2 separate regions of the Pan troglodytes genome follow, and region 1 is linked to region 2. Evidence: chromatin contacts called from public HiChIP or PLAC-seq data. All regions are on one chromosome and are shown on one strand. Each heading gives the region's core, a stretch centred on a gene start, on an enhancer-like site or on the middle of the called end of the contact. The rest is flanking DNA. Distances are from core to core; before and after follow the strand shown.

What was found. HiChIP or PLAC-seq counts read pairs in DNA pulled down with a chosen protein or histone mark.
Region 1: an H3K4me3 HiChIP or PLAC-seq map of stem cell-derived excitatory neurons shows a contact between it and region 2, with 7 times the contacts expected there. The contact joins the promoter of NEK2 here to the promoter of INTS7 in region 2. A contact is called at or near these places in 2 of 7 Hi-C or Micro-C datasets (blood and stem cell-derived neural progenitor cells) and 1 of 1 datasets of contacts at active chromatin or transcription factors (stem cell-derived excitatory neurons).

What each region holds. Positions count from the first base shown.
Region 1 is chr1:37,436,236-37,440,721 of NHGRI_mPanTro3-v2.0_pri, forward strand. NEK2 (NIMA related kinase 2) reads left to right here and starts at 2,724. Exons shown (of 8, transcript NM_001280514.1): 1 at 2,724-2,931; 2 at 3,806-4,023. The coding sequence starts at 2,836.
Region 2 is chr1:37,073,003-37,077,250 of NHGRI_mPanTro3-v2.0_pri, forward strand. It overlaps INTS7 (integrator complex subunit 7), which reads left to right and starts at 2,347. Exons shown (of 20, transcript NM_001280517.1): 1 at 2,347-2,532. The coding sequence starts at 2,439. DTL (denticleless E3 ubiquitin protein ligase homolog) reads right to left here and starts at 2,237. Exons shown (of 15, transcript XM_525058.7): 1 at 1,934-2,237. The coding sequence starts at 1,985.

The DNA of each region.
Region 1 (4,486 bases), core at 1,474-3,973, 360 kb after region 2:
GGATGGCTCCTTCCCAGATATTTAGTCTCTGCCTAGAGCTGGGGCATTTGGCAATTGAGTACTTGAGCGCCCACTCAAAATCCTTGCATAATTATTAATAAGGGGCTTTCGCAGATTTTTATTTAACGAAGCTTTATTGCATGCCTTCTCTATTACAGGACTTATGCTGGCTATAAGCAGTTCGGAGTTCAGCTACTGTGAGAGCCATGTAAACAAATAATGATAAGTTTTGATTTATGTATAAAGTGGTCTATGAACACTGTAGATGGAGGATTGACTGTCCAAGTACGCCAGAGAGGCTTCTCAGATTACAGGAGAGAAAGTTGGAATTGAATCTTGAAGGACACGTTATGTCCTCTGGGCAGACATGACTGGAGTGGATAAGGGAGTGGAGTGGGTTGGACAGTATTCTAGACAAATGCAATCACAGGTGCAAAGATGATGGTGGTGGTGAGGAACTGAGAAAGTGTGCGTTTAGAGCAAAAGCAGAAGTGGCCAGAGAGAAGGTGCAGGACTGGATTTGGGGCAGGATAACCAAACAGCTCTTTTTTTTTTTTTTTTTTTTTTCTTGAGACGGAGTCTCACTCCGTCGCCTAGGCTGGAGTGCAATGGTGTGATCTCCACTCACTGCAACCTCTGCCACTCGGGTTCAAGCGATTCTTCTGCCTCAGCCTCCCGAGTAGCTGGGATTACAGGTGCCTGCCATCGCGTCTAATTTTTGTATTTTTAGTAGAGACGGGGTTCACCATGTTGGCCGGGCTGATCTTGAACTCCTGACCTCGTGATCCACCCGCCTTGACCTCCCAACGTGCTGGGATTACAGGTGTGAGCCACCATGCCCGGCCAGGGCTCTGTCTTATACAGTTTCATGTTGCTATAATAGGATGCCACAGACTGGACAATTTATAAACAATAGTTTATTTGGCTCACGGTTCTGGAAGCTAGGAAGTCCAAGATCAAGGGGTAGCATCTGGCAGCAGCCTTTTCTCTGGGTCAAAAAATAGCGGAAGGCATCACATGGTAAGAGAAACAGCAAGGGAAAGCCAAAACGCATTTTTATAACCAACCGGCTCTCAAGATAACCCACTCCTGTGATTACGTTAATCCATTCGTGAGGGCGTAGCCCTCATAACCCAATCAATTTAAAGGTCTCACCTCTTAACACTTTTGCATTAAGAATAAAGTTTCCAACACATGAACTTTGGGGGATACATTCAAACCACAGCAAGCTCTATGGATACCAATCTGTAAGAGGCACAAAAATAAAAAAAATGATGCTAATTAACACAGCCACTTGCAGTTCCTTACATAACTTTTGAAACCTAAATTGGTCCTATTCCCCTGAGGTAAGACAGTGCCCTTGAATGTTAATTTAAAAATTCTCCTGGTTGGCAATTCCAATTATCTTATGTTATATTCAGGGCATGTAATAAGTCCCTTATTTTTACATAAAGAGCTTTTAAATTCTTATTAATAGAAAATCAGGTGTCTTTTAATCCTTTGCTGAACAGATATTTAAAGAAAACTGGCCTGTTCATGCATTTCCAAATTATTAGCTTTCTGGTAATGTACATATTCCTCTAACAAGCCCTGGATGGAGGCCTCTAAGTCCTCCTTCCCCGGTAAATATGGGGCTGTTCATTTGGCTGGGTAAGCTGAGAACGTTGGTTTGTGTGGGTGCGTAAAAGAGAATCTGTGTTCAATGAAGTATTGTCAATAGGGTTAATTATGTATTTGGCACACATAAACGGGACAAGACGTGTAAAGTACTTGGTAGGAGAGCGACTGTATTTCTTCTTTTTTTTTTTTTTGGAGACTGGGTGTCACTGTGTCGCCCAGGCTGGAGTGCAGTGGCGCACGGCTCACTGTAACCTCTGCCTCCCGGGTTCAAGCAATTCCTCATGCCTCAGCCTCCCAAGAAGCTGGGATTACAGGCCTGCAACCCCATGCTCTGTTACTTTTTTTTTTTTTTTTTTTCATTTTTAGTAGAGACGGCGTTTCGCCATGTTGGCCAGGCTGGTCTTGAACTCTTGGCCTCAAGCAATCCGACAGCCTCGGCCTCCCAAAGTGCTAGGATTATAGCCGTGAGCCACAGCGCCCGGCCTAATTTTCGTATTTTCAGTAGAGACGAGGTTTGCCCTGTTGCCCAGGCTGGTCTGAACTCCTGGGCTCAAGCGACCCACCCACCTCGGCTTCCCAAAGTGCTAGGGTTACGGGCGAGCGTGAGTCACCGCGCCCACCCGGGAGTCTGTATTTCTAATTTGTATTCAGCTCTCAGCATATCCTCAACGTGACCCCACCCAGGTTCAGGGTACTGGAACCTGAGCGAGGAAGTCGTGTGCCGGGGAGAGTAGGTAGTGTGAGGGGCCAGAGTGCAAAGGTCAGAAGGCATCTGGTGGAAGCGGTGTGCAAAGAAGCCTGAGGGGAGGTCCTTAGATCTCGGTTACCTTGGCGATCTCTACCAGAGGGTTAGAGTTGCCGAGAGGCGCCAGCTGCCGCTTCCTTTCTCCCGCCCTCCGTTTGGCTTAGCTCGCCCAGTTCTCCCACGGGTTAAAAGCAGACGCCGACGCGGTTGCCTAGTGACACTTTTCCCAAAATGCCTAGGGTATTGTTGTGGTCTTCTTAGCCAATCAGAGAGGCGAAGAGGGCCCACCGCCTGCCAATAGACTGCAAGATCAGGGCCCGCGACGGTTAAACGGGGCCCAAGGCAGGGGTGGCGGGTCAGTGCTGCTCGGGGGCTTCTCCGTCCAGGTCCCTGGAGCTCCTGGTCCCTGGAGCTCCGCACTTGGGGGCGCAACCTGCGTGAGGCAGCGCGACTCTGGCGACTGGCCGGCCATGCCTTCCCGGGCTGAGGACTATGAAGTGTTGTACACCATTGGCACAGGCTCCTACGGCCGCTGCCAGAAGATCCGGAGGAAGAGTGATGGCAAGGTGAGCGTGGGACCTACCCTGCGCCTGCCCCTGCTTAGGTTTCGTCGCCCCGGGGCGAGCGCCCTGCGCCACCGAAGGGAACCGAGAGGGCTGAGGAAATGGGTGCCCGGAAGACTAAACCGTCTTTCCTGGGTCTGCATCTGACAGCCTGTCCTGGGTGGCTTAAAGGATGGGAGACCGCTTCTTTTGATATATGTATTTCCATCTTTTCCCGTTTCTCTCCCCATTTCTCTCTTTCTCCTGCTTTGGCTTGCTAAGGACCTTCCATTGGTGACACGTAACTAATTCCTGAGCTGTTTTTAGAGCTCTAAGAGTGGCCCTCTCTCAGGCACAAGAAAGGGGCAGGACTACCAGAACCCGAAGCTTTGTATCTGCAGTCAGACTCCCTCAAAATATCCATTATTAGGATTATTGGATTCATATTTCCCAATGTATATAGGTAGAACTTTTACAGAAAGTAACATTGGACAGGAAACTGCCTGGCTGCTGATGGAGGGATCTTTACCAAGGTGTCTCATCCTGGGGAAACACGACTGGGGTGGAATGGGGCAGGGACTTTGACCACCTTCACCCCAATTTTGACTATAGTCAAACCTTTTAGCCAACTTCCCACTAATCAACTGAGGGTAGGGGTTGGGGGAGTCCTCATGTGCCTCATTCCCGTTTATCTCCCCACAACATCATTTACTGCTTAGAACTGGAGGAAGATTATGGAAGTAAACTCACAGCTCCTTAAGTTCATTGAACTAAATTAGATAATGACCTTGATTGTAGGATATAATTAAAAGAGAGGTAATTTGTTAAATCTTGGAACTTTCATTCTTTGTTTTTGAGCATAATGAGTTCATTCATACCTTGGAAATTCTTATTTCAGATATTAGTTTGGAAAGAACTTGACTATGGCTCCATGACAGAAGCTGAGAAACAGATGCTTGTTTCTGAAGTGAATTTGCTTCGTGAACTGAAACATCCAAACATCGTTCGTTACTATGATCGGATTATTGACCGGACCAATACAACACTGTACATTGTAATGGAATATTGTGAAGGAGGGGATCTGGCTAGTGTAATTACAAAGGGAACCAAGGAAAGGTAAGCATAATCTTTTAAAAATGTAAGCTGAAATTGGTCTAGTTTCATTTATTTTAAGCATCTTGTTTTGGGATCAGTAATATGGAAGAGTGTACTTGTACTTGTTTGGTAGGTCCATAGTACTTCAGAAAATTCCCAGTGAATCAACACCCATATTTTATATCAAAATAACAATTTATAGGCTGAGTGTGGTGGCTCACACCTGTAATCCCAACACTTTGGGAGGCCGATGCGGGAGGATCACTTGAACCCAGGATTTCAAGACCAGCCTGGGCAACATAGTGGGACCCTGTTTCTACAAAAATTAGCCAGGTATGGTGACATGTGCCTGTAGTCCAAGCTACTTGGGAGGCTGAGGCAAGAGGATTGCTTGAGCCTGGGAGGTCGAGGCTGCAGTGAGCCATGATCGTGCCACTGCATTCCAGCCTGGGTGACAGAGTAAGACCCTGTCTCAAAAAATATA
Region 2 (4,248 bases), core at 1,097-3,596:
GGTATGAAAGGGCTCAGTGAGCTGCCATATTTGTGATTGTTTTTGAACTGGGTGGTGGTAGGAGGTGCTCCTTCCAATTTTCACTTTGCAAACACTTATTCCTTGATTTAGCCCACCGCCACTATGACCGAGGTCACTCGCTGATACACCAAAACTTGGATAATTATCTCACCTGTTTTTATTATTATCAAATATATGTATAGCACACAATTATTTCAACATTTAATATTAAAAGTGCTTTGAGTCTTTCTTTAGAAGTTCGGTGGTGTTTGTGTGACCAAAATATGCCACTGAAACAATTCTTATTTATATCAAGTAGCCTATGGTAGAGTTAGTTTAGTTATACACTGTTTTCCCTAAAGTCACAGTTTCCAAGAGCCTATCTAGACATTAAGTGAGGACTTACTATATAAGTAACAGAAGGTTGTATGTATGTAGAAGTGGAAGAAGCCCTGGTTGTGGCTGTGATCATCCAAAGGAGTAGGTAGAAGAAGAAAAGGGGTCAAGGATGGAACACCAACACTGAAGAGGAAAGGAGATGATTCTATAGATTGCATATAATAACGAATGAATTTCAGTGACTATTATGTAACAACGAATGAGTACTTGAGAATAGGAAAGAGGGAAGGGAAAGGTAAACACATGGAGAATTAGGAGAAAATCTGTCACAAAATAGAGGCTGAATAGCTCCCCCAGGACACACATATAGTAAGGTGTGGAGGTATAATAAAACCCAGGCAGTTTAACTTCAAAGACAGAGCTCTTAGTCACTGTGCGTACTGTCACTCTTAAACAGAGGACAAAGAAGTTACTCAAACAAGGTCCCAGGAGAGACAGAAAGAGGAGCATTTAAGTATAATTACAAAGATTATCTAAGAGGGAAATAAATAAGGATGGTATAAAGTTTCAGACTGCTAGCAGGAAGTTGAGGGACTACTTCTCAGTCTCTTTCTCAATATTATTTTCCTAGACTCATCCCTGAATATAAAAATTCCCTTCTCAGGTTCGTTTTCCACATAGTTTCAAGGGGAAAAAGAACCTCTGGCTATAGTCGACCTTCACATGAGTGAGATTTTATTTCTGTCCAAGGTTAGTCTGGGTAGTTTAGCTCCCTTATCTGAAACTTACCAAAAAGTTTAAGTTGATGACATCCAAATCTAACCTCAAATCTCTTACTGCCAATGTTTTAGCGTAAGAATATAAGTTAGATTTCTACGTATTAACATGGGAATAAGTTCAACTTATACCATTAAAGTGAAAAAACTGGACATTTTGATCCGATTTCTGAAAATAATAGGTATTACCTCTAGCATCGAAAACATCTGGAATAATATACTTCAATCTATTAACAGAGGTCATCTCTGGCGGATGTGGTTACAGGCATCTTTCACTCTATAATTTAAATTTTTATGACCGTGTAGTAAACGGGGAAAATAAGATTTTGTTCCTGTTAGAAGCAGATATCCTGTCTTCTCTGCTTGACTGAGTTCCTTAACAGCGGGTCATATTCACTGGTATATACCTATAGCACATAGCTGGGCTCACTAAGATTCCACAACAAACGAATGAATTAATCAATGATTAGGAGTTTTGAGCATCTCAAATAACTGTTGAGGGAAACATATACACACAAATGCATGCATTTTCCCGTTAACGCGCAATGGAGATGAAAGCTGTAAGGGGCCTTGGAAGGCAGTTATTTCGACGTCCCTGCCTACGTTACGATTTTAAAAGCCCGATTACGATTACAAGTGTCCCGAGGGGATGAAAGTACAGCTTTCTTTAGTAGTCCCTGCTAACACTAATTTACCCTTGCCATGGGAGAACTCAGAAGCTGAGTTCAGAATTGGAGTCGGCCCTGGTCGGAGGTGGCGTGTGTTTCGGGGAAAATGAATTCCGCCAGCTCCGAGCAGCGGTTGGGACCGTTACTCACCATTTCTCAGGACGCCAAGCTGGGGCTGGCGGAGCACCGAATTGAAGAGCATCAGGGTCGGAGGAAAAGGCTCAGCTGAGAGAAAAGTCGTAGAAATGCCTCCAAGTTCAGCAGAAATCGCAGCTTGCGCCTCTCACAACACAAATCGTTATCGCCTCCAACTCCCGCCACTGTAAGCCCCGGCCGCCAAACTCCGCGCCAAACTGACGTCACGCTCTCTGATTGGCTTCCGAGCGACGTCCGGGCGCCTCAGAGTCATTTCCCCCTTCGGATCCCCGCCTCCTTTTCTCCCAGCCGCGGGAACCTGGAGTCCAAGAGCTCCTTGAGCGCCTGCGCAGGGGGTAGCCGAGGCGCGGACAAACCGCGGGGTGACCAGGGCGCATGCGTAACAGGGCTTGACAGCGCGCGGAAGAAAAACCAGCAAGAAGGCGGCGGGGGAAGATGGCGGTCCTGGGGTAGAGTTTGCAATCTTTCTGACTAGGCTAGTCGAGTAACTATTCGGGTCATGGCGTCAAACTCAACTAAGTCTTTCCTGGCAGATGCCGGCTATGGCGAACAGGAACTGGATGCCAACTCTGCCCTTATGGAATTGGACAAAGGTATTCGAAAGAGGGGCTGAATGGGTGAAACAAGCGTGGGGGGAAGTGGCGCCACCAGGTGGTGGTTGCTTTGGGAGAAGACGGATAGGCGCATGCGCATATCTTCGCTGGGCGGGGAGCGCCTGTGCTTTTGCTGGGGCGTGGGCTTTGACCCCTTCGGGAGGTTGCGGAAAATTTGCAGGATTGTGTGACTGGCCTTATAGCGGCTAAACAAGTAGCGAGCTCTAGTGAGAGGCCCGTTTTGACCACTTGAGGGAGCAGTCCCCCGATTTTCTAAGCAGTGACAGTGGCTAGTTTCTAAGAGACACTGCAAAGAAATTGTGAAATTGGTTTTCAGTCTGTTCAGTTGAGACCAGGTCTTCATGAAATGTGCTGAATAGTAATCTTGCACCGACTTGACAGCGATTCATTTGATTTCCATAGCTCTGTTACCTGCGGGTTACAAGGCAGGCTAAACCTGGCCAAGACCATAAAAAAGCAAGGGCCCTGCTCATTCTCTGCGGACAAGTTCCAGGAGTTCTGTTTCCGTACAGGGAGCAGCTTGGTGTAGAAGGAGCTTTGGGGTTACACTGAGTTAAATTTCAATGCCGATAATTTTATGATTAACTTCATCTAGCCTCGGTTTGTCGTCTGCAAAGTGGGTACAGTACCATTGAGCCGGCAGAATTGTATTAAGTGACTTAATGGTATGCAAAAGAAGCATTTAGTAAATGCTGAAGAGATATACCTCCCTTCTTAGATGTGGATATGGGAGGCAAGGTCGGAAATTTGTTAGTAAAGAACTCGACTAGTAATATGAAACCTTTATTTCATATTAAGGATTTTTATTGTACAGGAAACATTTCGGCAGCTGGTATACAATTAAATCTTGATTAATTGTAGCCAATATATAATGTTGGAGAACTGGACTAGAACTCAGAAGGATTTGAGCCACTTCCCAGTTTTCTGAGTTGGACATGTCTATTAACTTTTTTGGGACTCTTTTTCTGTTTGTTTTTTAAACTGAATATTTTTAGTGGGTTAGTCTAAATAAGAGTTTCTCAGGCTCTTAAAAAAGCTTTTACCTTATTTTGATAAACACAAAAATTTCACAGCCCCCTAATGGGATATTCTTTTGGTTGAGTCTCAGTATCTTTAGTGCACCCCCATCAACCAAGAAAATTATGTTGAACTTTTCTTTCTCTTACCAAATCTTTAGGGGTTTTCTCCTCTGGAAAAAAAAAAAAAAACTATAATACTAAATGTGTTTTTCTTTTTTTTTTGGAGACAGAGTGTTGCTCTGTTGCCCAGGCTAGAGTGCAGTGGCGCCATCTCGGCTCACTGCAACCTCCGCCTCCCGGGTTCAAACGGTTCTCCTGCCTCAGCCTCCCGAGTAGCTGGAATTACAGGCGCCCGCCACCACGCCCGGCCAATTTTTGTATTTTTAGTATAGACGGGGTTTCACCATGTTGGCCAGGCTGGTCTCCAACTCCTGACCTCAGGTGATCCGTCCGCCTCGGCCTTCCAAAGTGCTGGGATTTACAGGCATGAGCCACCGCGCCCGGCCTTAAATGTGTTTTTCAAACACTTTCCTCCTCATTCTGATACATTTCTTTCTTATTCCTCAGTGAAAGTTACAGGTCAGGATAATATCTAATATCCCTACAAGTTCTAAGGACATTTTCTACCATTCTGGTGCAGCTGAGCTTGTCTCATGCTGACAGTAGGATAGTGGTT